Regions from separate parts of the Rattus norvegicus genome. Here region 1 is linked to region 2. Evidence: chromatin contacts called from public Hi-C data. All regions are on one chromosome and are shown on one strand. The core of a region is the stretch at or near the end of the contact, and the rest is flanking DNA. Distances in the headings are between cores, read along the strand shown. Region 1 holds the start of Tmem160 (transmembrane protein 160). Region 2 holds the start of Ccdc9 (coiled-coil domain containing 9).

Region 1 (2,700 bases), core at 166-2,665, 170 kb after region 2:
GGTAACATGGTTCATCAATGGCCACAGCCTCATTCAGGACGGACAGAGGTAGCTGGGGCAGTGTGGTCTCAAACACCAAGATCCTATGTGAGGAGCCACTCCTGAGCTGAGAAAAGACAAGAGACACAGATACCTAGTGTGCCTTGCTGATGTCTGTGGGACTATTTTATAGAGAGAGGCCTTCTGACAGCAGAAGGAAGTGGCAATGAATAAAAGTGAAAGAATAAAAAATGCAGCCGAGAAGTCAGTTTAGAAATGCTAAAATGCTATCTCACCCCTAAGAAGCCCTAAATACCTCAAATTCCAGACCCTGCTCTCTGCCAGTAAGTAGGTAAAAGGTCACATTTCTTGAGCCCGCTCTCTGTATGGAACTAGGTGGAAGGGCGTAAGATAGGCCCCTCAGGCTCTTGATGCAATGAAATGATTGGTTTGCGATGTGCGGGCTTTGTTGTAAACCGTATAAAAGCTGTCCGGATTCTGCACCCGGGGTCCGCAGCCCTCTACCCCCACGTGGCGTAGGACTGTGGACCCCAGCGTGCTTGGAATAAAAGTCCTCTTGCTGATTGCATCGAATTTGGTGTCGGTGGTCTTTGGGGACGAGCGGATCTTTGGTGGTGGTCCTTCCGGTCCAACAGAAGGACTAAAGTCCATCCCAGAGGGCAACAAGACAGCCCATGGGGTGGCCCTAAAAATTGGGCGCCTCACATCCTTGATTGCCCAGGAGATCCCATACTCTGACCAGACAGAAGATGTGATCTGGGCCAAACACCTGTCCTTGTCTAGGTGTCATAAGAGATGATGGAGGACAGCTGACTACAAACTAATTGTGCCTGAGGAAATAGGTAAAAGCATACTGAAAAAGATCCATTATTCTTCACACATAGGATCCCAGAGAACGCAGGACTCAGTCCACCAGTCCTACATCATAATTAAAGATGCCAATTTGAAAACAGGGTCTTTGCCAGGTCTCGAATCTGTTGCTTCTGCCCTCTCATCTGCTTCTCTGCCGTCTCTTTTCCATTAAACACTCTCTCTGCCACTATTACTAAGTTTGATTCCCAGTACCGGGGGTTAGAGCGGTAATAATGTTTTGGAAAGAGTGTAAGGGCAGGAATGAATTTTCAGAAATGGCATCTTATTAACATCTGCATAAAAGAAAAACGGAAGAGGAATACGACAAAATAGTTGTGTGTCCTCTTTAGTGAGGTAACTGGCAGTTGTTTCCGTGAGTTTACTAGAGTTTTGCAACTAGTTTAAGCAACTAATACAAATTTTGTTTCCCGGCTGTGGAGAGCAGTAATTTTTTGAAACTACAAGTCCCAGCAGACATTGCTCCATACCCTCTTGCAGGTCGAACAGCTTGCCGTGCATTGATCTCTGGGATTTGTAGTCTGATGACAAAAATAAGGTGGGTCACACACTACCGGCACATATAACTGAGGTGGAGACACAGCCAGATACACCAATAGGTATTGCGTTCCGGGATTGAGTTGCGGGCAGATCACCAATGGCCGCGTCGTTTCTCATGAGTGATGTGACTTCCAGCCTACAGTAGGTCCGTGGGGCGGAGCGCGTGTCGCGGCCCCATTGCGAGCCATGGGAGGCGGCTGGTGGTGGGCTCGGGTCGCGCGCCTTGCCCGCCTGCGCTTCCGGGGGTCTCTGCAGCCGCTTCAGCGGCCCCGCAGCGGGGGTGCACGCGGGTCCTTCGCCCCCGGCCACGGTCCACGCGCAGGAGCCTCGCCGCCCCCGGTGTCCGAGCTGGATCGAGCGGACGCTTGGCTCCTCCGCAAGGCACATGAGACAGGTCAGTGGCAGGGGCCGGGGTCGTTTGCGATACAAGTAGAAGGACACTCCCTGTGTGCACGTGGGAGTGGGCGGCGAGAGTAAGGCAAGCATCTGCTGGGAACAGGGCCTGTGCTCAGCGGGGGCAGCTTGCTCATGTGAGCGCAGGGAAACAGTGTTGGGGGGTGGGTAGGAGATTTTGCAGCCTGGCCGCATAGGGCACCATCTTTTGGGTCCTGGCTAATGGGGTTCAGCAGGGATTAGGGGGCGGGGGTGTTACGGTTAGGAGAAGTAGCTGGCAGCACCACACTTCCTAGGTGAGAGACCGTTCCAGAGGCAGCTGGGAGGGAACAAGTTTGCCTGCGACAGGGGTATCGGTTAGGATTGCAGACAGAGGGGACCACTTGGAATAAAACAAGAGTGTGGCTACCCGCAGAAGAAGGGGAAGTTCTGGATTGGACCAGCGCTTAACCAATGGTAGAGAAGGTGGCTGCTGATTGGAGGGAGAGGTGATCTGGGCTGCAGGGGGAGGAATCTCAAACAAGGCATTGGTTTGAGAGCCTGAAGCCTGGCTGGTATAGGATGGGGCTAATAGTGGGAACAACCATTTGGCAACACTCGGACTTGAACGGTGAGGAGATGGTGGATGAGACCATGCCAGGTAGGAGCGGTTACCACGGAGGGGAATGAGGAGGCTAGAGGCAGGTCTCTGTGGAGAAGTTTGTCCCAGAGGTCTGAGGGAGAGAGAGGGAAGACCACAGGATGCACAAGTGAGCCAACTTGGGAAGACTCTATCCTCAGACTGAACGTCTTCAATTCATGCTCTAGATTTTGAGTGTCTGGGACAGAAGGGTAAAGAAAAAGGACTTGAATGGGACTTCCCATAAGGGATGCACATCTAGAATACTTTTGTGGCTG
Region 2 (2,700 bases), core at 80-2,579:
CATAGTGATACTCAAGGCAGAAGACAGAACTTCTACAGAGGCTTACAAGAGAAAACTGCCAGCTGCAACCACACCCGACCTCCAAAAACCTCCGTGGTCCCACCCCTAACTAGGGTGAAACTTCAGGCCCCTCCTTTCCGGCCAGATTCTGGCCCCGCCCCTGCCTCTGAGTTCCCTACTTCCTTGCCTGTGTTCTGCTGCACTCCCAGGTCAGTAAAAACTTTCTAGCTCCATTCCCGCCATTTGCCATTCTCCACCAGCACCCTAGCCCCACTCGCGAAATCCCTGAAATCTTAGCTCCACTTCCATCCAGTCTCAGCCAGCCCCTGGACCCTCCACTAGCTTCTGGGCAATCATCAGGACCCACCACCAGAACCAAGAAACTTTCCTGCCTCGCCCAAGGGATCTCTGCCCCAAACTCTAGCCCCATTAAACACTAAAACCACGTCATAGTGAAATAATCATTGCCCAAAACACTGAGAACAATATTCTGGCTACACCCCCAGCATCTTGGCCAAACTAGCCTAACGCCTCAGTTCAATCCTCACCTCTTCACTTAAAGCCCTGCCTCTTTCCCCACTCCCCTCGAAGCTTTGGCCCCGCCCCGAGCAGGCCAATCTCTTAGCTCCGCCCCTGGCCCTCATAACCACGCCCCCGTAGCACCCCCTACCGCCAAGACGAACTTGTAAGGCCCCAAGCAATACTCTAGCCCCGCCCTCAGTTCACTCCGCCCACCGACCTTTACCCCGCCCCGCGCCGTTTTGACCACTCCCCCAATTCGCCCGCCTACCGCCCAAACCCCACCCCTTACACGCCCAACACTTTAGCCCCGCCCCAAGTTTTTATCGTGCCAACGCCCAGACTCCGCCTCTTACCCCCACCCTACACTATTTGGTCCCGCCCCCAGCGTCTCCGCCCAACGTCCCGAGCCTGCCCCCTAATCCTCTAGGCAAAACTCTGGCCCCACCCCCAGCCCAGACACAGCTTTGCAAGGCCCGCCCCGCTAAGTCAACCACCCAGGCTTGGGGCCCGCCCGCACCCGCTCGTCTGGCCCTGCCCACACGTTCACGGCCCAACCTCAGCACCCCTCAAGCGACCCATGTGGGCGTCGCGTCCCCGCCCCCCGCAGAGTACCCTGACCCCGCCCCCGCCGGCAGCTCGTCTCTATCCGCGCGCGTTCACGCTCCCTCACGTGGGCGAACAGGCCCCGCCCTCTCCGGGCGCGCACCCGGCCCCCTCCCCCGGTCACCTGTCCCGGAGACCCCGCGGTGTCTGCGACTCCGGCTCCGTCCGCCTTCGCGTCCGCAGCTCCCGGGCCTCACGCGTCACTTCCGGGCCACACCACGTGAAGAGAGGAAATAAGTGGGGCACTTCCGGTCTTGACATCCCATTTCCGGGTGCCTTAAAGGGTCCGCACCCCCTCAGGCTCTGCAGAAGGTGGCAGAAGCGTGTTTGTTCTGTCTGGTCTCAGGGGATGGACATGTAGCACTAAATCTCTGGGTTCCTTTTTTGGTTTAGACTTTTATCACCCGGAGCCACTGGTTCCCGATTTTACTAGGTAAAAATTAGACATTATACAGGGACCCCTGAAAACCTAAATTGGTTTCATTACCTCTTCTTGCTAATGAAACCTTAGTTATAGAAACTAACCAATTCATAAAAATATAAAGTTTTGGGGCTGGAGAGATGGCTCAGTGGTTAAGAGCACTGCTCTTCCAGAGGTCCTGAGTTCAAATTCCAGCAACCACATAGTGGCTCACAATCATCTGTAATAAGATCTGATGCCTTCTTCTGGTGTGTCTGAAGACAATTACAGTGTACTTATATATAATAGATAAATAAATCTTATATATATACATATATATAATTTTTTAAAATCAACTATATAAAGCTGGGCAGTCCCAGCTTTATATCAACTATATAAAGTCCTGGTAGATGCCTCTAATTTCAGCACTTGGGAGACTGAGACAGAAAGATTACCTCGGGGTCAAAAACAGCAGGATAGATGATAGATAGATAGATAGATAGATAGATAGATAGATAGATAGATAGATAGACAGACAGACAGACAACCAGGGCTACATAGATCCTCTCTCAAAGGAGAAATAAAAGCAGGGTGACGTGGCTGAGAAAGTAAAGGCACTTGGCCAATTATGATGACCTCTGTTTGAACCCTGGACTTTGAGATGCACACCCTCTTTTACCTGTTGAGCAACGTACTGGCACTTGAATTATTCTTTTTTTTAAATATCTGTACTGGCTCAGTTTGTTGTCAACCTAACACAAGTTAGAGTCATCAGAGAAGACAAAGCATCTGTTAAGAAAATGCCTCCACGAGATCCAGCTGTAGCATTTTCTCAATTACTGATTGATGGGGGAGGACCTAGCCCATTGTGGGTGGTGCCATCTCCGGACTGATAGTCCTGGGTTCTATAAGAAAGCAGGCAGAGATGGCTGTGGGGAAGAAATCAGTAAGCACCACCCTTTCATGGCCTCTGCGTCAGCTCCTGCCTCCAGGTTCCTGCCCTGATTGAGTTCCTATCCTGACTTCCTCCAATGATAGATTGTGATATGAAAACAGAAATCAAATAAACCCTTTCCTCCCAACTTGCTTTTTGGTCATGATGTTTCATCTCAGCACTAAAATGTTGACTAAGACAATATCTCAGTTGTCCCCAAACTCCTGATCCTCCTGCTTCA

The links. Hi-C and Micro-C count contacts between places; a contact is called where the count stands out from the background.
Region 1: a Hi-C map of psoas muscle shows a contact between it and region 2, with 2.7 times the contacts expected there. The contact joins the promoter of Tmem160 here to the promoter of Ccdc9 in region 2. A contact is called at or near these places in 5 of 12 Hi-C or Micro-C datasets (the A7r5 cell line, the Rat2 cell line, Schwann cells and 2 more).

What each region holds. Positions count from the first base shown.
Region 1 is chr1:86,291,167-86,293,866 of GRCr8, forward strand. It overlaps Tmem160 (transmembrane protein 160), which reads left to right and starts at 1,416. Exons shown (of 3, transcript NM_001106227.1): 1 at 1,416-1,804. The coding sequence starts at 1,597.
Region 2 is chr1:86,118,457-86,121,156 of GRCr8, forward strand. Ccdc9 (coiled-coil domain containing 9) reads right to left here and starts at 1,330. Exons shown (of 14, transcript NM_001401581.1): 1 at 1,250-1,330.